6 separate regions of the Mus musculus genome follow, and regions 2, 3, 4, 5 and 6 are each linked to region 1. Evidence: chromatin contacts called from public ChIA-PET, Hi-C and HiChIP or PLAC-seq data. All regions are on one chromosome and are shown on one strand. Each heading gives the region's core, a stretch centred on a gene start, on an enhancer-like site or on the middle of the called end of the contact. The rest is flanking DNA. Distances are from core to core; before and after follow the strand shown.

Region 1 (3,409 bases), core at 488-2,987:
TTCCCTCATAGACTGCTCTTACCTCAAAGACCTGAGTGCCTTTGGCTTTGGCTTTACTTCCCACATCTGCCGCAGTTTCTGGATGACTTGAAGAAAGGACCCGAATTCTTACCATGCCTGGGGGAGAATGTCCACGGAGGTCCCAGACACCAGCGGCTCACCCCGTGTTTCACTTTTTGCTCTCTCCTGCCCCTGCCTGATACTCTATGTGCCTTGTTACCCTAGACTGGGGTCTTAGGTCCTTCTCATCCCACCGAGTGAGGAAACACACGGCCCTGTGGTTGTTTGAAAAGTCTCAAGACTCCCAGACCTATCCAAGGCTCGCAGCTGGTCTATTTTTGGTTACTCTGTTTGCTTTCTTTAAAAAGCCTGATTCCGGTCTGTGTCTTAGACATCCTACCGTGAACAAATTACTCTACCCTAGCACCTTCTCCCCCAAAGTGCCTACAAAATTTCCATCCACCGCCCTACACAGAGAGCTATGTGGAGTGGAGAGAAGAGGACCGGGCTGCTGCTGCTCTAATTGGCCAAGCAGGCTTGAGCCCCACACCAGTTTGCCGGCCCAAGGGACAAGCACAGTACAAGGTTCAGCCCTCGAGAACACATACGCTCCCAACAGCTTCTAGTTATCAAAACCGCACTTCCTGTACACAGAGACATGCCCAGGCCTTTGCCCGGACTGCTCGTCGTATCCTGGTTTAATTTGACGTAGCTGTGTCTCTGATATGGCCATGAAAAAGACCTTCCATTCTGTCTGTCATCCACCATGGATTTGCTGACATAAAGCAACCACTATGGAAACAAGAATTATGAGGCCAGATCCAACATGGAATTCTGGGGAGACCTGCGGTTGAACACTTAAAGAACATACGAGCAAACAAAACTATGAGATTAAGTGATTGATGTAAACGGCTGAGCCAACAAATGTGCACACACATTGCTGCAGGTCGGTGATAGGAAAGGACTTAATCCTGAAACCTTCAAAAAAAAATTTAAGAACCAGATCCCCTTGAATATCTGCAGACTCATGAACGCGGTGGGAAGTAAAACGGGTCCGTTATTTGTCTTTCTTTTATACTGATTCCCCGATCAGACACATTACTACCAGGATGGATAGAGAAATATCAGTAGCCCAAAGCTTCAGGGTGACAGCTCATTAAGATACATCAGGGATTTTGCCTTGCAAAACAAACAAACAAAAACCATTAGAAGCAGGGCCCCTCTGCCCTTTACTCCACCCTAGCACTGCTACTGTTAAAATAGGAAGGAAAGGAGACACCAAAGGATATTTGACCACACTTTACAATCTCTTGGTGGCAGGGGCAGGGACTGAACAGTTTTACCATTAGATCCTTTACAGGTGACTGCAGCTGTTGCAGTTGGCGCTCAGCCAGAGCTGGAGGAAAAGCAGCGCCCACTGGTGCATCTTACCGGAGAGGAAGAGAGTTGCAGGCAGACATAGATGAAGCACAGAAGCATCCCTGCTCCCTTGATCCCAGAGACCACCAGCCTTAGCGTCTTCTTCCACTTGAATCTTGGCCTTGATCCGTTTTCCAGATTCTCATCCAGGGGTTGAACCCCTTCCCCTTCCATCTCTGCAGTCGGGGTGCAGAGGAGATACAGCTGTGGCGGGGAACCTGGGGGAAGACTGCTCTTCACCACAAAGGAGCCAATAAGGGCAAAGTCAAGCCTGCGGGTCAGAAGATAAAGGTCCCAGAACAGGAGACAAAAAGCAATTGAAGGAGCAGAGCAGAGTCTCTTCGTTTTAACTCTGCAGGTTTTGCAGGCGGGGGAACTTCTATGTGACTAATCTGAATTTCCCCTTTACTTTCTTTCTTTTTTTTTTTCCCTCCGGGCTAACAGGGAGTTGTTTTTGTGGCATCCCAGTTATGAATTGAGTGACTTCGAAATGACATTCACAAACGTGTGCTCTGAAGTTTTTTATTGCACCGGTAATGATAGATAAAGATCACCCTTTTTTTTTTTTTAAAGCAGCTTACTTACCAATCCCTCAAGATGTCTTAAACCATAGAAGAGATTTGAGGAACATGCTTGCCAGACATCCCTGCTTCTATTGTGCAATTAATCTCCTGGCCCATTTTACAGTTTCAGAATCAAATGCATGCAGGTTATCCTTGAGATGAAAAGGACAAAGAGGAAAATAGAAAGGTGGATTATGCATATAGACATAAAGAAGGGGTCTTATAGTTACATAATACATCACATTAAGCCACATAAACTAATATTTATTGAGCAACTGCTATGTGTCAGACACTGTGTTAAACGCTCTTGCAACTGTCATACTTTCTCATTTCAGGGAAATTCAGCAAATACATGATTAATTTTCAGAATATCAAAAAAGAAGCAGAAGAAAATTCTGTCATTCCCCACCCCACCCTCCGCCTTCACTCCCCTATATATTTTTCCCACACATAACTTTTGCATGAGTAATTCAAGTAACATTTGAGGCTTGTTGCTCTCTTTGAAATGTTGGCTGGACTCAGAGCCTGCTAAGTAAACATATCTTCCCAGGGTTGGAGAAACGACCCAGTGGTTAAGAGCAGGGCTGCTGCTCCAGAAGACGGGGGTTCAGTTCTCTCCCTCTACGTGGTGGCTCAAAACCATCGTAATTGTTCATTCTGGAAGACCTGATGCCTTTTTCCTAACCTCCGTAGGCACCAAGCATGCAAGTGGTGCACACACACAGGCATAAACCCCTTACATTAAAAACAAAACAAAACTTTAAAAATAGATTCTTCCAATAGCCAACTGCTCACCACTTAGCCGTTGTCACTGACATGCACAGTGAAACTAAATGAATGTGAAGTTTTAATGTCAAGTCCAAAATGGCAAAATGTTTATTGAATATGTACTATGAAGTCAATGCTATATAAGTAGCACAGGGATGCTGAACATAATTCTCTCTCAACTTTATGGGAAAGTCTCATGGTTTATCATGGAGCCGTCAACAGATAAAGAAGGAAGTGAGAGAAAAAAATATTCTGAGAGCCAGAAGTGTAAGAAGGTACATGAAACTCACAAATGTGCCACAATTAAAGAATATCACGGATATGAGGCATATTAAAAAGAACATCGAGTTGCAGGACAAGGAAGGTACTTTGCCACAGTAGTCAACTATTTAAACCAGTTGATGCCTACATTATAATAAGGAGGCGTTGCATTTGGAGACCATTGGGAGAGCTAAGGTATGGGTCTTCGAGTAAGAGTCGGACTCAGTTTCACATAGGCTACTCTGCAGCAATGATGTCCTCAGCAAAGCAGGGTGTGAAGAGAGCGGGAAGAAAAATCAGTGTAAACTTCCCACTTGCATAATATGTAACAGTTGTAACCAGTCACTTTTACTAACCAAACCACCCAGCGCTCCTGTGGGAGGGGAGGCCGTTGGTCC
Region 2 (3,409 bases), core at 371-2,870, 480 kb before region 1:
CGTGTAGTCTCTCTTATACATGAAAATTAAGATAATTTCAAAGATGAGAACAGAATAGTGTTCACAGATCTCAGGAGTTAAGGGTGGGAGAAGTGGAGGAGGTTAATGGGTATGGCGGTGCAGATAGATGAGAGGAACTGAAAATAAAATAAAATAAAATAGGAAGGGAATGACTGCTCCTGGGCATGGTAGAGGAGGTTTATACAAGGGAGACATAGCCAGAGACAGGGGCATCTGGACGAGTCCAGAGTGAATACGAACCTGAGCAGGGGCCATGTGAGGAAAGTGGAGGAGGCAAGGAGAGCCAGGAGACCAGGAGATCAAGAGGCCAGGAGGGTAAAGGGCAGACCAAAAGGGCCAGGTAACCAAAATGGCTGGATTATATAGGGAAGGGTGCATGAGGGAATGGCTGCCCAGCCCCTGGGCTGGAGAAGTTTGGAGTAGGGGCTGATGAGAAGAATCCTGCAACTAACTGGTAGAGACTGAAGAATGCTGGGAGAACGTGGCAGCCAGTTCTGCTTTGATATGTTAAATAGGCACACGGGAGACTTAGAGGAAGGAACTGCTATACTAAGAGGCCAAAAGTCTAGTCTCTTCCAACTGCTGTCTTTCAGGATCAGTAAGCTACTTGAAGAGATGTCTGGCAGTAGCCACAAAGCATTCTGAGATTGCACACCAACGCTCCCTAAGTAGGATTCTGGGCCTCAGCTTTTTACAGATTTTGGGGTCTCCATCTGTGAACACCACTTCTTTTTTTTTTTCTTGTTCACAGCAAGTATGTGTAGGAGTTCGCTTTCTCTGCTTCCAGACGCCGAGAGTCCGTAGTGTCTTTTCTGCCTTGCAGCAGCAAACCCACAGCCCGAAATTAAAAGAACAAAAAAGAACACTAAAGCTCTATCTTAGGAATCTGGCGGGCAGGTAGGAATTCTCACTTAGGTGAAAGAAAAGCTCAGTCCTTCCCAGCCAATCATGTGAGAGGAAACGTTGACACGCCTCTTTCTACCTTCCAATCATCATCTACCTCAGTAAGCCCGACCCACTGCCGGTAAACCGACTTTTAAATTGCATTAGCATGCTTTCTCCTGACCCTCTCCAGTCATTCCAGGCCGTTCCATGACTGTGCTCCAAGGAAGAATTATAGACTTAACAATGACAAATGACAAAGCTAGTCAGTCTGAAGGTGAGAAGTGAAAGTGTAAAACTCGAGAACCAAACCCGCGAGTTCTACGGAGGAAAAAAAAAAAAGGCGGGTTCGGGCAGGAGGACTACAAGCCCCAGATACCCGTGCGCGGAGGCGGCGCGTGCCAGCGAGAGTGGGCAGGCCATTGAAAGGCGGAAGACCGAGGGTTACAGGACTTCCTGTTCGAGCGCCAGCGAGTGGGTGGGACCTGCGCAGGTTGGGCGGCGGTTGTGGCGTTTTGGAGCTTTGTCAGCGGAGGGGGCGTGGCCCGCGCTGTGACTTGTGGAGCGCGAGCCGAGAGGGACGTGGGTGACGCGTCTCCTTCCACCCAGCTCAGTGGAGTGCGAGGTGCGCTGGCCCGGCCGGGGATTGGCTGCTGAGAGGCGAGTACGCGGCGGCCGTTGGTCGCCGGCAGCACGGAGCGAGGGCCCGGGCGGGCGGGGCGGGGATGGGGAGGCAGTGGCGGCGAAGGCCGGAGGAGGCGGGCGCGGGCGAGCGGGCAGACAGAGCGGCGGCGGCGGCAGTCTCCCGAGCGCTCCTGTGAAGCGTCCCTATTCCCGTTGCCGTGGGCCTCTCGGGGAGGCCATCCGGGACGCGAGCCGCTGCGGAACCGCTCCCCAAGCCCCACTGCTCTTCGGACTCTCGGTCCCATCCTCGCGTTTCTGCTCCGGCTCCTCCATCTTGGCCTCGACAGTGGCTGCTGTGGGGAGGATGTGCCGCCTCCTGGCAGGGGGAAGAAGGAGGAGAAGATGAAGAAGTACCGGCGGGCCTTGGCCCTGGTCTCCTGCCTCTCTCTCTGCTCTCTAGTCTGGTGAGTAAGGGGCCGGCCTCTGGGGACTTCCCGTGGGGATGAAAGAGGGAGTAGGTCGGGTCACACCCCCAAATCATCTCGGCTTTTTGGGTTGCTTGGTGCTCCTGCTCCTAAGCCAGGGACACAGCGGCCACCCAGCTCTTCCTCTTGTGGTTTACGAGTTGTGTTTTGGAATTTGCAGAGTTCCAGCAGGGAGAGAAGGGGATATTGGGGATCACTTTTTGCCTTTGTACTCGGGTACCCCATCACCGCAGTTAGGGCAGTTTGGGTAGTGTTCAGAAAGCTAGTGAGTGAGTTACTCAGTTTTGCTGTCAGTTCATTTGCTTTCGTTATGAGGTAAGGGCAGGGGCGAGTCAGGTGTGATGTGTTCCGGACCTGTGATTTTGAAAACGTGAGTCGTCATGAGGGTAAGAGTAATGTCTAAACTGTTGTTCTTCTGGTCAGGTCTTGCACAATCTTGACCAATAGTACTTTTGGGGCTGCTCCTTGAAACCCTGCGGCGTGGGGCGGGCGGGATCCCTGATGAAGCCCTTTTTCGGTTAGCCTGGTGGGAGAGGATTATCACAGATGTGGAGTCAGCCATAGTTTTGGGGCATGTTCTTTGGCACTAGAAAGGAAACGGTTTTTGCGACCCGCTCTGTCCCTTTCTCTGAAGTTCTATGGAGTTCAAGTTAATTTCAAGCACATCTCTGGATGTCCAGGAGCAGACATAGCTTATGAACCAAAGGATTGCTAAAGGTGTACTTGGAAAAGCCATTCTTTCTGAAGGAATTCCCAAAGAGCCTTGAGACTTGGTGACTGAAAGTGATGGCCTTTGTGTTAAAGAGATTTTGCTTCTTATACTAAAATCTAAACACACTTTCTTATTTACCTTATGTCTTCAAAGCGCCAGTAATAATTCCCTTTTTTTTATGGGTGTAATGGAATCCAGAGGTGCTCAAGTTGTAGAGTTGTTGCTCACATAGAATAATATATTAATATGGGCTCAAGAAAACACTTGTCTGAGAAAATCTGACTGGAAAGACTGTATTTCTTGTCATTCTGAATCCTTTAAATACTCCTTAAGAGAAACTGGTACCTGAAACCAGTGTAGGATTAGGTAGCAATTTCTTAGAGTTGGTGAGCTTCTCTTACTAGCCTTTTCTCCCCTCATTCAGAAATTATCTCCAGATTTTGTTACCCACTTCTCTTTTGTAGATTGAGTATTCTATGTTCATATAATAATCAGTTCTAGGGTCTACCCAGGACTTACTCTATTACTATTACTGCAGTTTAGTTTGATCTTATACTGTCATAGTTGATAGATTGTGTGTGATACAGCCTTCTGCCTTTTCTCTTTTCCTGCCTAGAGTGCTATAGATTTACCTTAACAGAAAACCAAAATGCATCCTATCTATTCATTCTGGTTGCTATTTTTT
Region 3 (3,409 bases), core at 311-2,810, 380 kb before region 1:
ATAGACTTCCTAGCCCTTACATGTCCTTCATTTGTCACCTTGTAAACTATTTAAGCTGTGGTATTGTGATGTAGCAATAGAGAACAGAGTTAGGGTCATCCTATACATAGAGATCCCAGGGTCCCAGAGGTGGCCATGGATTTTCTCTAGATTCTTCCCGAGAACTATGGACTCTCCGCTTCTATCTGGACTCCCAGAGCCAACACTCTGCTGTCTCTCGCAACTCAGTTGTCCTGAGGAAAAAAGGAAAGGGATTGAATTCGGGCTGAGAAGGCCTGGGTGAGTTCAGCCACGGCCACTTGCTTAACTCTATGTGACTTTAAGTAAGTCCCACGGACGTTGTGAAATTCCTTTTCTTGGTCCTCTATAGAAATGCTGTTGCTGACATGAAAAGGAATCCTTCAGGCCTTGGAAAGGCTGCTGGAGGAGGAGCTGTGGCGCTGTTGTATTTCTCAGTAAGTTTCCTGATCACCACGCTTAGATAAATTCCTCAACAGGTGAGATGGTTTGGCAGGCAAAGGCACTTGCAAACCTAGTGACCTCAGGTCAATTCTCCAGAAAGCACATAAACGTGGGAAGAGGAAACTGACTCTATTAAGTTGTCTTCTGACCTCCACACATGTGTTGTGACATATGTGCCTATATACACATCATACGTGCACGTGCACACACAAACACACACACAGAGCATGTGCTTATACACACGTGTACAGAGACAACTAAGATTTCTTGCTCATTAATATTTTCATAAGACCCATATAAGAAAATCTCATCAACTATACAAACTACCTGTTATAAGAAACAGACAGAAAAATAATCTTCTGAAGTGTGAAAGTAAAAGAATACTATTTCATATTAACCATAGTCTTTAAAATCATTTTATTATTTGTTTTTACTTTAAGTATGTCATTATACATATAAGAGCAACTGGCTTATTCAGATTCTTTACTCATAATTGAGATATTGGATATCTTATGTGTTCATTATATACAAAGTCTACTATGATTAGCCACATTTTAATTAGCATATAAATAATGGTACTCATAACATATTCATAGATTCATATCATGTACTTCACTTATATTAATTTCCAGTTACCATCTTATGTTCCTCTCTCTCCTTTCCTGCCGGTCCCCTTAGCTCCTTCTGTTTTCTATTCATAAGTGTGTACATATATTTAAGTCTTTGTCCTCAATCTGAAATAAAACATTATAGTTGTCTATTTGACTTTCTGAGTCTGGTTTATTTTGCTTACCATGACAACCTAAAGCTGTATTCCTTTTCCTGCAGATATGATTAGCCATCTTGATGACTGTGTCTTTTCATTCTGAAATACAATTTTAAGAGATGACATTTAAATATTTAATTTCAATAACGGGACATTTAAGCTTAGTGCTACCCTTGATAGCTGCCTCCTTCATTAAACTTGGGATCACTTCAGGAGATGTGAGCTGCCAAGGGGATCCCCCTCTTTCCAGTAGCAGCCTGTCATAGAGGGACTAGAACCTCTTCGTTCTCATGTTGCAGCCCCACTTTCTGTGGGTGAACGAACCACTTCAAAGACTATGTGAAGTTTTGGTAAGAGACACGACGATGGTATCAAGTTTTAAAGTGTTCAAATACGTAAGGCATGCAAGACAAGAACCCTAGCCAATGAGACAACAGCTACTTGTTGGAGTTTCCAAGGCTTTTAATGGCATGGATAGATCTTTTGGGTTTGTTTGTTCTAGAGCTTATCCTCCATCCTGCTCCAACCCAACTCTGTTCTTGCTCCACTTCCAATCTGTAGAAGAAAATGCATACATTTTTTTTTTTTGGAAGGAGGTTCATGGAGCTATAAAGAGACTATCTCTAGCCTCAAGTAAATGGATAATATGCTAGATCTTCCCCAAAGAGATTAAAGTCTAGACTGAAGTGACCTTAGATTCATTGAGAAGAGACAACACTCTTTAGATGGTGAGAAAGAGACAGAGGTGTTAAACAGAACTCTGAAGTGTGAGCTGGAATGGAAGAATTATCTCAACCTCAGCATCCTTTTTGCGTCGTTTAGGTGGCCTTATTCTGGTTTCTACGAAATTCAGAAGACTTCTGCAGAGGTCTGGATAGGGTGATGAAAAGAAGAAACCAGCAAGGCTTGATTCTGCTGAAGCTCCCTTTAGAGTTGTGCTCTTGGGCCTTGTTGCTGACTAGGCTGGCCAGCCAGCTTTTCCAACCTGTCCAATGAATATGAAGATTGCTTCTGTTTCTAGCAGAGAATGTAACCAGGAGTCGAGGTGAGCACACAATAGATCCATGCTTGATTAGGAATGCTTTTTCTGCCTTAAAGCCAAATTTGTGTTTATGGTTCACTGAGTGGTTAAGTAGATCAACTTTTAATTGAAGAGTGATATAACATTTACCACAAGGCTTATTATGGCCCTCAAATCATGATGTATGTACATAGCAAGATTGCATTGCTTCCCTTTAAGCAAGAGTTATAGAAAGTGCCTATATTTAGGTCAGGTCATACCCATAACAACCCCCTTAGCCAAACATTACTGACTCCAGCTTGTGAGAAAGCAGAGAAGTGATAACTTCTCAATGGCCATGGAGTATCAGTTAGAACTCAAGACTAGGCTTGTCAGATCTGAAGACTGTTAGCCACATATCAGTTTGCCTTCTGTCCTCATTATAATTATCAGTATTCAGTTATTTAACGACTATTTGTTAAGTACATGCTAGGAGTCAAGCATTGTTTGGAGGGTGGAATGGCGAACATAATAATGATTATTCTTTTATTAATTTGTATCTTGGGTCCTGGGGAGCAAACCCAGCCCAGTGCATTTGCTAGGCAAGTATTCTTACCACTAAGTACACCCACAAAGTCTCATTCGTTCTTATGAAACTTATCCTTAAATGGGGTTCCAAAGCTGTGTTTTAAAAAAAAAACTAAACAAGAAAATAAACACGTAATCCCAGAAATGGTTAGGCAACAATAAGCTCTATTTTGAGAATTAAAATAGAAATAAACTAACAAGAGACTAGACGATGGCATTAGAGAAAAGACTCTGAAGGAGAAAGATAACGAGGCTGTATGTGAACACAGTCAAAATGAATGATATGGATGCATTTATACAGTTAGTATATGCTAGTGATTATAACAGAGTATCATTTAAAAAGACAGTTCAGGGATGAAGATGTAACTGAGGGGGGAGAATGCTTGCAGGAGTTGCTGTATTCCCTTCCTACCACAATAACAGAGTTATAAGATATCATAAAAAGATAACATAGCAATATAATCACTAGGTAGTGATCATTCTAGAGAGCAGGAACAGCCATTTTTGGACCTGTTTTCTTTTTTTTTTTTTGGCATTTTGGATCAAACAATACATTATGGCGGGGGACTGTACAGCACATGGCAATATGCTTT
Region 4 (3,409 bases), core at 564-3,063, 320 kb after region 1:
CACAGGCATAAAGTATTCCCATGATGTGAGCCTTGGCCACACTCCTGGTGAGCCTCCCACTAATGTGCACCTCAGTGGGTTTAGGTTAATGGCCCTCCCTGTCTTGTCCTTTCTCGTTGCTTTCAGGTGGTTTGGATTAAGAGTCCCACCTCCTGTCCTGCCTGCTTCCAGGACTTACAGAAGGACCTTCAGTGGGGGTCAGGAGGAACCAAGAACTGGGGCTGCTGCTACCAGGAGAAGTTCCTTCGGCTCTTATGCCTGTGGAGGTCCCAGGCCAACTTCTGGAAGACATCTTTATCTTTACAGACACCCTTGGCCTTCTCATCAGAGCAGTATTGGGTTTGGCAGGAGAGCTCCTAGTCTTTTTTATTATTTTTGACTTTACAAATTCTTCCTGTCCATAGCAGCCATGCAGGTCCCACTTATCCGAACCCCTCTGTTAAAAATCTTCCATCAACTGAACTTTCCTTCAGAAGGCAGCGTCTTCCCTCTGCCACCACCTCCTCCCGTTCTTCTCCCCACTTGTTTGCTATTTAGATAGGAGTCTTCATCAGTTCTGTTTATACAGAATCTTTCTTTAAAGTAGGCTAACTAGTACAATAACTGCTAAGTATACATTACTTTTCAGGCATGTTTGTAAGCACTTAACAAAGATTAAGCCTTTAACGAATATTCTTTTGTTTGGGGGTGTTTTGTTTATATCGAGTGACAGTCTCTCTGTGTAGCCCAGGTTGGCCTAGAACTCACGGCAATTCTCTTGCCTCAGCCTCCCTAGTCCTGGGACATATCTGGTACTACTGTTCACTCCTCAAACGACCCTATTAGTAAGTACGCTGCTATGTTGCCAGGTGACTGGAGGGAAAGGTTCTACGAATTTCTCAATTCTTCGCCTCCTTTGACTCTTATGCCCGTGGCAAAGGGTCCTATCAGCCTCTTTCTAGTATCCACGGAACTATATCTCTCATCAAATTCTCTTGTACTCAGTTCCTAACACACAACTAAAACTCAGTAGTTTTTCTTGTGGTTAGTCCATGAAGAAAGTCCCTGAGTTAGTCACTGCAATATTGCCACAAAAGTCAACCCACTGCTCCCATACTAACGCTCACGTTGACGTTAGCTTCCGTTTGTACACATCTTAAATACACAAAAGCATTGCAAAGACAACAGTCACACAACAGAAAGAAATGCAGTACACGGCCAGTCGAGGACCCAAAAGCTCTTACCAAAACTATGTCGTAAAGACACTGTCATCCACTCCGGATTCACGAATCATCCTTCAAGTTTTGCTCCAAGACTACGTCGAGACGAAAGGTTTTGGTTTTTTAAGAAGAAGAAAGTGGCCAAAATGACTGCTTAAGAGAGAACCGAAGCAATCCCCGGTGAGTTCAGAAGAGACATCAGGAGTCCTGGAGTGAACCTAGCTTCCCTCAGGCTCGAGCAAGACCTGCGACTTCCCCCGGGAGAGACAGCTCGGCTTCCCAAGCTGCCCGGCTCTATGATCCTCGCTCTTCGGAAGCTGGCGCCGGCCCACGAAAAACAGGGAGTCCCCAAAGACCCTTCTCCGGAGCTCTCCGGGGATCAAAGGTAGACTTGAAAGTTCCGCTCGTCTAGGCGCTTTTCCACACACGCCACGCCCTCCAGTTTAAAATCATTTCCCGACTTGCCCTGCGGCCGACTCGGAAAGCCTCGCCTGTGGCCCTCCGATTTCACGTAACTGAAAGCAACTGAAGTCGTCATTTTAACTGAGGGCAAGGCTTGGAAGGCTTCAATCAATAGCCTCAAATTCCCAATCCCCTATTGCGCCGCGTTGTTCTTCCGTTTTCCAACCGGTGCGAAACTTTCCCGCATACTGCCGCCCACAATAAACATGGCGGAGGCGCCCTCGTCCTGATTGGCCGGAATCCTTGCGTAACTTTGGCGCTCGCCGGGCGTCAGAGGGACTGGCTTGTGGATGTGGTTTGTGTCTGGGTTTGAACCTCAGAGCTGTTTGGATTTGTTCGTCTTCACCTTTCAGGAAAATCCAGGATGGGCCGCCAGGTTTGGGAAAGTTGAAACACGAGGCTGCACCTCCTTATATTTCTGCTTATGCCCTGGTCACCTTCGAGATACGTGGGAATAAAGGGAGGACGCGCGCCTGGTGGCCGGCCTTCCGGCTGGGGCGCTCTGGCACTGGCGCTGCTGTTGAGGCATCTTCGGGGCTCAGCCTTGTTTAATTAAAGTGGGAACTGATGCACTGAAGGAAGCAAAGGCTTTCCCCCTACCCACTCACCTAAGGTCTCTGGAGACCTTGCAGGTCAATCTACTTTGTAGATACTAGAACGTTCAGCGGAGCAGGGTCTGGATGCATTTGCGTGGGAACTAGAATTTTAAGGGTTCCCAGGTATTCCGAAAACCGAGTTTTGAGCACCACCACACCTGCAGCGTGGGATTCGTGATTGTCTCTCCGGATCCCGGGACTTCAACATGTATCTTGGTTTTTGGTTAAGTCGTCTATGCAGGGGTTTATCCAGACCCATCGGGAAGACCATGCGGCCAATCTGGGGTTCTCTTTCCAGAAATCTGGCGTTGAGTTCACAAAGAATTCCAGGTGAAGGCAGCTACGAGCTTCCGCCTGTTTTTGACAGCTTGTTTCCCTGATTCTAACTGCATTTTAATACCAGGTCATTCATTCTCTTGATTAGTTATAATTAAGGTCCCCCCCTTGATTATAAAAAAAAAGTAGATAGCCTGTGTAGTGTATACTATTAGTAGAAAAACTAAAGTAATAATTTAAATAAAATCTTTTCTAATAGTTTATTGATTTACAAATGATTGTTATAAACTATACTTGTACTAAAGTTAAATACTAACTGCACTGTCAAGCAGGTAATTTCTAAAATTATATGTCACTTACCAAAATGGACAGCTACCATTTTATGTCCCTTCAAGTGCTAGTTTATGTACAAGGTTTAGATTTTTAAACAGAAGGCAAAATTTTCCTTTGGGGCAGTTATTTGCTTGGGCCTTGACACTTGTGCAGGTAAACACAATAGGGATATTGTATAATCTAGGCTATTTTATAAACTACATCAGACCTACAAGATGGCTCAGTGGCTTCAGGCACTTCCTGCCAAGCCTGAGTACCAGAGTTGACTCCCAAAACTCACACTGTGAATGGAAGAAGAGAACAGAATCCAACAAGTTGTCCTCTGACTTCCACAGGGGCACCGTGGCATGTGAGCCCACATACCTGTGGGTACGCACACATAAACACACACACACACATCTAATTTAAAATTTTTACAACTTCACCCATTGACCTGAAAGAGCTGATACATCATGAATGGAGAGTATTTTTAAAGAAAACTACAAACATTCTTACTGATGCCTTTTAAAGTGCTTTTTCCTTCTCTTCTTAAAGAATTCAGTA
Region 5 (3,409 bases), core at 682-3,181, 320 kb before region 1:
TAGATAACAAAAAGTGTGGCTTTCTTCTAGGTTCTAACCTGGGGAAATTTCTGAAGTACTTCGGAGTGTTTTTTTTAATATATAATGAAGAATCATTTGACATTGGGGGAACTAAATTACTTTTATACTTTACTGTAAAATTACCCTGATCTACCATGCTCTTTTGATATCCCATTATAATTTATTAATGTAGGTTCTTTAGTCGCATGCTGGATAATGCAGTTATCCCAGCTCTTTTTTTTTTTTTTTAAGGAAACTTTACTTTTCAGTTAATTTGTTACTGTCCAAGGAGCTACACAGGTTGTCTTAGAACAGCAGTTTATCTTTGAAAGTAGGGATTCTGGCAACCTGTCAGAAGGGAAAACCAAATAACCAAGCGAAACACAGTTTTGCCTTTCCTTCCAGCTCAGAGTGTCCCCGTGCCTCCCTGAATCCACTGCAGGCTTTGCAAGGTGCTGTCCCTGGTGCAAGCTGGGGAATTCCTTGGTTTTTTCCAACCAATATGCTTTTCTAAGAACTGTCAGCACCCAGTGCAGCAATCTACAACATTCCAACACCGTGATGCTCAGTGGTTTGCTGGCTTGACAAATGCAGAGCCACTTGAGACTGTAGCAGTTTCTTCTTCAACTCTTCATGCCCAGGGCTAGCACAGAGTGAAGGAAGACTAGGCACGATGCCTGGGAGTTTAATTTGCATAGTATTTTAGAAAAATCTGGTATACTAGGAGGGGCTAGGAGAGCTGTTTGCATTAGGGTCGCTGAGGCTAATTGGAGACAGAAGTTGTAGGATTAATATTCCTGAACAGCGTTCAGACAAAGGAATATAAGAGGGGCCATATTGTTGGGTATTAGCAAGGAGCATCACTGAAGTAGAATTATGGTAACTTAGATGCCCGTTAATCTAATTATCAGGTGGGCCACTTTTAGTTTGATCCAATTATAACATCATTCTAATGAGTCATAACTGAGTTTGAAGGGAATATAAGATTTCCTATAGCTTAAGAAGTTGGAAGAACAAAAGAAGACACATGAAAGGTTTTAAGATCGTTTGCCTTTTACTTTCCCAGGGTGAAATTGCATGTAAATAATAAAAATGTAATTGGATTATCTTCTCCGTTTAATAGTTGAGTAAGAGAAATTCCAAATGAACTTAAGAGTTTTTCCCCCAAGACAAAAACTAAAAACATCCTTCTTTAGGAATAAACCTGGAACAAAAAAAAAAAAATTGTAACACCAGGGATGGAAGAGCAGTAGTCATTATAGTTGAGGGCCTTGTAGCTGCCATGGGAGCTACTTGTGTGGTGGGAGCAGGCCTTGCAGTTAGGTGGTTCTCTTAATAGCTGTGTGGGATGAGTGACAACCCTAAGGCTAGAGTTTCTAGTTAAACAGGTCCTCATTCAGTCAGCAGAGCAGGAGACCCTGGGATGCTAGAAAAGAGTTAGTCTTGGGGCCTCTGGAGCGCATGTCAATGCAGTCCAGCTGCTGAGTCAATCGAAGATACCATGGTTACTATTTCTCTTTGGCTAGAGAGTTAGAGTCATAGGTAGATCCCTGTAATAATGAAAAAGTCCTTGGGTCACTTGATTTGATCTATAAAGTAGTAGTTGGCTTTCTTAACAGGTCCTTGATGCTTTGATTTTATTAAAAATAATAATATGAATAATAATAATCTTAGCATTCCCAAGGGAAGATCGTGCTTTGGGTCAGAGAAGCCATCTTTTCTCATGAGGGAGGTGTGTTTGAGCCAGTGTACTCTCTGTGTAAAAGGCCTTCTCAGAGTAGATCAGATAGGACTTGGGGTTTGCGTAGGGGCAGCTCACAGGTGAGAAGCACCTCCTTTGGCTTTGTGTTTGAGTGGGCTGAGCAAGAGGGGAAGGTGGTGAGGAGCCTAACGGGCTTTAGAACATCGGTTTCAGTCCCGTGTGACTGCTTGGCTGCGTGCCCACCTTTTGCTCCATTCGTAACGAAGTTCCACATTCGACCGCTGAGAGCGTTCTCACATACAGATCCTGTTTACATAAGAACTTTGATCAGACACCCACAGTCACATGAGAACTTTAAATACATCCTGGAAGGGTATCCTCTAGACACTCTTGTTTCTTAATATTTTGAACAACAACAACAACAAAAATCTTGCTCTGCTTTCAAGACTCTGAATTTCTAAAATGAATTCAGCTCACACTGAACTATTCATTATTCAGTGTGCCATGCTGTGGCCAGTTAAACTGTCTTGTATTGCTGCAAGATTTGGTGGTAGTGATTAAGCATAAATTTTAATCAAAAAACAGAATTAGTAAAAGTATACTACTGACTTTTCTACATCAGAATTCTCTCTCTCTCTCTCTCTCTCTCTCTCTCTCTCTCTCTCTCTCTCTCTCTCCCACACACATCTTTTCTATATCCCTCTTTAAACCAGAAAGAAATGCTCAACACATTTGCTATTCAAAAATGGGACATTGTTTTTCTCCCTTAACTCCTTTGCTGGAGTAGCTGCATGGTTTCTTTTGAAGCTCTCCACTTAAATTCCCCAAGAATTCCAGGGTTTACCCGGCACAGAGAAGGACGGTGCTAAATATAGAAACCACTGGAGATCACTTCCTCACACCACCACTTGTGTGCACGCCTGGAGATCCAGCCAGGACATCTTCCCAGCAGGGTTCATTTGTCCCTTACAACAGTAGTGCCTGTGGTTGTCATGAACTCTTGTTTTCTGTCTTTCTTTCTTTCTTTCTTTCTTTCTTACTTTCTTCCTTCCTTCCTTCCTTTCTTTCTTTCTTTCTTTCTTTCTTTCTTTCTTTCTTTCTTTCTTTCTTTCTTTCTTTCTGTTTTGGGATTCCCACGCACAGCACATCCTGTGGCAAAAGCTTAGCAAGGTTGCGATCTGGTTGCATTCTAACTTATCTCCCTCAAAGACTGGACTTCCTATTCCTGTTTATACCTGTGCCCATTACCAGCTAAGTGGCTGCACTATGCTTTTCAAACCTTGTCTTTTATTTCTTTTTTCTTATAAAAGTATAGCTGTGAAAGATGAAGTATTTCTGGTAAAGACATTTTCCTTTCCTTCTGGTTGAGGAAGGTTTTGTTCTCCAGCCTTCTTTGCATCTGGGGATGATACTGAATATATATGTGTGTGTATATATATATATATATATATATATATATATATATATATATATATATATATATATATACACAGAGAGAGAGAGAGAGAGACAGAGAGATACAGAGAGCACATGGGGGCTCATGCCTTACTTTTACCTGGCCTGGCACAGGAAGAGCTCCTGTGAGATCTTCTATATATTCTTCGTGAAGTTGAAGTGCAAGATTAAAGCATGGTAGCATCACAAGTTAAGGCCATCCTGAACCCTGAGCCACTGTATAGAGGTAAGCTATAAGAGATCAACCTACCT
Region 6 (3,409 bases), core at 525-3,024, 300 kb before region 1:
TTTACACAGAGGGAAGAGAATGGCGGAGAGGCAACCTGGGCGGGGTTGGGGGTGGGGGGGATGAGAAAGCATAATTTGAAGAGCCAGGAAATAGCTTTGTCTGTGTTATCACCTTCCTCCTCCTCCCCCTCCTCCTCCTCCCTCCTCCTCCCTCCTCCCCCTTCCTCCTCCTCCTTCCTCTTCTTCCTCTTCCTCCTCCTCCCCTCCTCCTCCTTCCTCTTCTTCCTCTTCCTCCTCCTCCTTTCTCCTCCTCCTTCTTCTTCCTCCTCTTCCTCCTCCTCCTTTCTCCTCCCTCCTCTTCCTCCTCCTTTCTCCTACTTCCTCCTCCTCCTTTCTCCTCCTTCCTCCTTCTCTTCCTCCTCCTTTCTCCTCCTTCCTCCTCTTCCTCCTTTCTTCTCCTTCCCCCTCTTCCTCCTCCTTTCTCCTCCTTCCTCCTCTTCCTCCTTTCTTCTCCTTCCCCCTCTTCCTCCTCCTTCCTCCTCCTTTCTCCTCCTTCCTCCTCTTCCTCCTCCTCCTGGTTTGTTTGGGTTTTTTCATTTTTTGTTTGTTTGTTTTTCCAGACAGGATTTCTCTGTGTATCCCTGACAGTCTTACAGTCATGAAACTTTCTCTGTAGACCAGGTTTGTCTCAAATTCACAGAGATCTGCCTGCCTCTGTCTCCTGAGTGCTGGGGTTAAAAGCACCACCACCTCCACCTTTAAGAAAAAAAAAACTTTTTAAAATCCATTCTTGGGTTCTATTGCTTCCCACATTTTCCCCAAATATTATGAAAAACTTAAGTTTTTAAGTGACTTACTACCTCTCTTACCCATTCCAGGAAGGAGGAACGTTACTAGCGCCACTTAGATTTTCAATGAACACATATGGACTCCTGGTAATAAAATATGAAAATAGAATCTCTTTCCCCTCCTGAAATTTGTGTCTCTTTCTTTATACAGTGAAGGAATTTGGGGGCTGGGAAGAGGTTGTGGTGATAAAGGAAGGAAGGTATCCAATGAGGATGCCCCATTATCCCAGATTACCATACAGTCTGGGTTAAAACATCTCTGATCTGGCAAAATTGTAAATAGCGGTTTCTGCTCCACAGCCCACAGGGCCCTGTGTTTGGATGAGGCGTCCACACTAAGAACACACGTGACAAGATTAACCAAGAGCAGAAATGGAAAAACTACAGTGACAGCCGTCATGACCATTCCTTGTTGGGCTCTTCTCAGGTAAGACATGCTTCCTTGAGTGACATATCTGCTCTGTACTTGCCCCTATTTACTACTTCATTGGAGAGAGCAGCATCCGTCCGTCCGTTCGTCCGTCTGTGTTCATATGTCTGTAGTGTTCATCTCCTTTACATCATTCCCTTTGGTTTCCAGTGCTTTCCTGTTAACTGAAGTGGTTATGGCTACCATGGGTGTTCAGTTAAAAGAGGTTAGGTATTTGCAGAGAAACTTAGCTTAGAGGTTGGCCCCCAGGGGTACTCAATGTGGTGCCTACGTGGAGTACCTAAGGTGCAGACGAGGTGTGACTTTTGTGTTCTCTGCTGGCCTTCTCCCTCCCATGTTTCAGTTGAGTGGGGACCGGACTGTAACAGATTTGGTTTTGGGTGGCATTTGTTACTTGTTGCTGGATCACTGTTTCGATGGGGGAAGTGTCAAAAGACTGCAGGGGTAGCAGACCGTGCCCCCTTTGACATTATTACTCATTCCTTGAGTGGAAAACGTCATCTGGTGTCAGTTCCCCCATTTTTCAATGTATTGAAGTTGGCTACATCTTTGCTGTCAGTCAAGCAGAAAGTAGAGACTTCACCAACTCCAGGATGGGGGGTAGTGGGGTGGTGGGTTTCCTCTGATCTCTTTCTTTTCAGTATTTGTTTTGTGACTTGAGACCTGCCTGATGCTTCAAACAGCCAGGCTGAATTGTTTTTGTCCCAGCTTCATGGTGAAAGACCTTTTATTTGAAATGTTTGAGACTCTTACAGGACCTTTGGGCCCCAGAAGAGTGCATCGACATAAAGACGCGTTGGTTTCAGTTTCTGCCTGTTATCCCGTGACATTAAGGCCCAGGGTAAACTGTCTCAGTTTTGTTTTTATGGGTCCCAGGGTCTCCTTATCTTTCTCCCAGCACTTTCATGCGTGAGACCATTTTCCATCTGCATTTTATTTGATCTTCTATGTTAGCTCGGTGTTTTGGTTAGAATTGGGAGGGATCTTTCATTTCGTTTCCAAGAGTGGAGGCATGTCTCATCACAGACTCAGGTTTCCCACAGCCCGTGATGTCAGGTAGTAAATGGTCTCGTGGCCTGTGACTGTGAAGTGACAGTTAGCTGGTACAAACATGGTTGCTGTTTGGTTTTTTAAAATTTTTCTTCTGCTAGTCACTTAAAACACCTATGCACTCTTGAGTATTGCACATGCCAGCACTATGTGTGGGATACTGCGGACTAAGTCCTCTCACACACAATGGCAAACACCAGCTTCCTTTTTTTTGTGTGGCATGCCTTGGGTCTAGCATGCTTAAGAACACATTCTGGGAAAGGCTGTTTAGGATAAAGACTTAATTCATGATTTGAAAAAAAATCTAGAGCGAGGTTCTGTGTTGTCTCTTTGTATTATGCTCACAGGGGCATCGTGGCTCATTTGCATACTATCTGGGACAGGTCTGCTCAGCAAGGCATGGTCAAAAGCCAGTGTAGGTCAACCGAGTCCATGCCCGAGTCTACACTGTGACCCATTGCATTTACCATCCTAGTATCTGAGAACAGATCTGAGTTGCTATCAGACTCAGTCATGCCTGGTGCCTTGTAGGGTCATGTCACCTGGTGTCCTGTTCTCCTCCAGTTCTTCAAGCCTTGCTCAACTGTTTCTTCTCGGTGAAGCTCATGACAATGGCAGTATCTAAAATTGAACACAGCATCCTCCACACTCCCAGCAACCCAGGCTCTTCCCTCCACAGAGTTTATCTTTTGTATAGATTTACTGCTTAGGTAACTATTTGTTTTGTTTCTTCCCCTTGTCCCTTAAGTCCATAAAGGCAAAGACTTTAAAAAAATTAATTGTTGCATCCCAAATGCCAATAAATGATCTGGCACAGAATAGATGCTTGCTGCATGAATGTCATTGATTGAACAAATATGTGCGTCCATCACACTAATGATTTTATAATTAAGGGCAGCACACTCGGGTGTTCTGAAATAGCTTATGGTGACAGCTGTAGGGTTGTCAGTCTGAGCCCAGATCTTGACGAGTTGCCTTCACCACCGTCATCACCTAATTCTTCTGGGGGTTTTCAAGGGATGTTTCCTGTGTACTTGCAAAAAATTTCCCACTCTCTTCAGGAAGCGGGATGGGTACCTGGTGAGCCCTTAGATGGCAGAGCTGGATTCATTCAATGTGGAGACCTCTGTGTTCCTAATGA

What was found. Hi-C and Micro-C count contacts between places; a contact is called where the count stands out from the background. ChIA-PET counts read pairs in DNA pulled down with a chosen protein or histone mark. HiChIP or PLAC-seq counts read pairs in DNA pulled down with a chosen protein or histone mark.
Region 2: an RNA polymerase II ChIA-PET map of memory CD8 T cells shows a contact between it and region 1, with 148 read pairs. The contact joins the promoter of Suco here to the promoter of Tnfsf4 in region 1. A contact is called at or near these places in 2 of 39 promoter capture datasets (hippocampal neurons and stem cell-derived epiblast-like cells), 1 of 115 datasets of contacts at active chromatin or transcription factors (memory CD8 T cells) and 1 of 9 other capture datasets (liver).
Region 3: a contact with region 1 is called in a BATF HiChIP or PLAC-seq map of CD8 T cells, with 9 read pairs. The contact joins the enhancer-like site here to the promoter of Tnfsf4 in region 1. A contact is called at or near these places in 6 of 39 promoter capture datasets (the 3T3-L1 cell line, 3T3-L1-derived adipocytes, cranial neural crest and 3 more), 2 of 115 datasets of contacts at active chromatin or transcription factors (CD8 T cells and microglia) and 3 of 9 other capture datasets (adipose tissue, embryonic stem cells and liver).
Region 4: a contact with region 1 is called in an RNA polymerase II ChIA-PET map of memory CD8 T cells, with 6 read pairs. The contact joins the promoter of Cenpl here to the promoter of Tnfsf4 in region 1. A contact is called at or near these places in 1 of 484 Hi-C or Micro-C datasets (the G1E-ER4 cell line) and 1 of 115 datasets of contacts at active chromatin or transcription factors (memory CD8 T cells).
Region 5: a BATF HiChIP or PLAC-seq map of CD8 T cells shows a contact between it and region 1, with 16 read pairs. The contact joins the enhancer-like site here to the promoter of Tnfsf4 in region 1. A contact is called at or near these places in 18 of 39 promoter capture datasets (3T3-L1-derived adipocytes, the C10 cell line, the HPC-7 cell line and 12 more), 2 of 15 datasets of contacts at CTCF or cohesin (CD8 T cells and the NIH/3T3 cell line), 2 of 484 Hi-C or Micro-C datasets (the G1E-ER4 cell line and bone marrow-derived macrophages), 9 of 115 datasets of contacts at active chromatin or transcription factors (CD8 T cells, a beta-TC-6 cell line, bone marrow-derived macrophages and 6 more) and 4 of 9 other capture datasets (adipose tissue, embryonic stem cells, liver and 1 more).
Region 6: a Hi-C map of CD8 T cells shows a contact between it and region 1, with 4 times the contacts expected there. The contact joins the enhancer-like site here to the promoter of Tnfsf4 in region 1. A contact is called at or near these places in 26 of 39 promoter capture datasets (the 3T3-L1 cell line, 3T3-L1-derived adipocytes, the C10 cell line and 15 more), 10 of 15 datasets of contacts at CTCF or cohesin (CD8 T cells, the G1E-ER4 cell line, the NIH/3T3 cell line and 5 more), 260 of 484 Hi-C or Micro-C datasets (the 3T3-L1 cell line, 3T3-L1-derived adipocytes, the 63-12 cell line and 127 more), 29 of 115 datasets of contacts at active chromatin or transcription factors (the 230-238 cell line, CD8 T cells, PVALB interneurons and 22 more) and 6 of 9 other capture datasets (adipose tissue, bone marrow-derived macrophages, embryonic stem cells and 3 more).

Annotation. Positions count from the first base shown.
Region 1 is chr1:161,393,766-161,397,174 of GRCm38.p6, reverse strand. It overlaps Tnfsf4 (tumor necrosis factor (ligand) superfamily, member 4), which reads right to left and starts at 1,737. Exons shown (of 3, transcript NM_009452.2): 1 at 1,432-1,737. The coding sequence starts at 1,593.
Region 2 is chr1:161,874,893-161,878,301 of GRCm38.p6, reverse strand. It overlaps Suco (SUN domain containing ossification factor), which reads left to right and starts at 1,620. Exons shown (of 24, transcript NM_001357402.1): 1 at 1,620-1,991. The coding sequence starts at 1,930.
Region 3 is chr1:161,773,517-161,776,925 of GRCm38.p6, reverse strand. No RefSeq gene overlaps it. Among named protein-coding and RNA genes, the nearest start is that of Gm31869, 7.7 kb to the right of the region's middle. Within about 2 kb of position 1,560, at least 22 of the 459 cell types and tissues checked have an H3K27ac peak or open chromatin away from gene starts, as enhancers often do. A contact at or near this core is called in CD8 T cells, where this site is marked.
Region 4 is chr1:161,069,171-161,072,579 of GRCm38.p6, reverse strand. It overlaps Cenpl (centromere protein L), which reads right to left and starts at 1,813. Exons shown (of 5, transcript NM_001159930.2): 1 at 1,224-1,813. Dars2 (aspartyl-tRNA synthetase 2 (mitochondrial)) reads left to right here and starts at 1,920. Exons shown (of 17, transcript NM_172644.4): 1 at 1,920-2,587; 2 at 3,401-3,409. The coding sequence starts at 2,464.
Region 5 is chr1:161,711,668-161,715,076 of GRCm38.p6, reverse strand. No RefSeq gene overlaps it. Among named protein-coding and RNA genes, the nearest start is that of Gm31869, 54 kb to the left of the region's middle. Within about 2 kb of position 1,931, at least 59 of the 459 cell types and tissues checked have an H3K27ac peak or open chromatin away from gene starts, as enhancers often do. A contact at or near this core is called in CD8 T cells, effector CD8 T cells, hematopoietic stem and progenitor cells and 2 more, where this site is marked.
Region 6 is chr1:161,692,231-161,695,639 of GRCm38.p6, reverse strand. No RefSeq gene overlaps it. Among named protein-coding and RNA genes, the nearest start is that of Gm31869, 74 kb to the left of the region's middle. Within about 2 kb of position 1,774, at least 10 of the 459 cell types and tissues checked have an H3K27ac peak or open chromatin away from gene starts, as enhancers often do. A contact at or near this core is called in the 63-12 cell line, CD8 T cells, the CH12 cell line and 4 more, where this site is marked.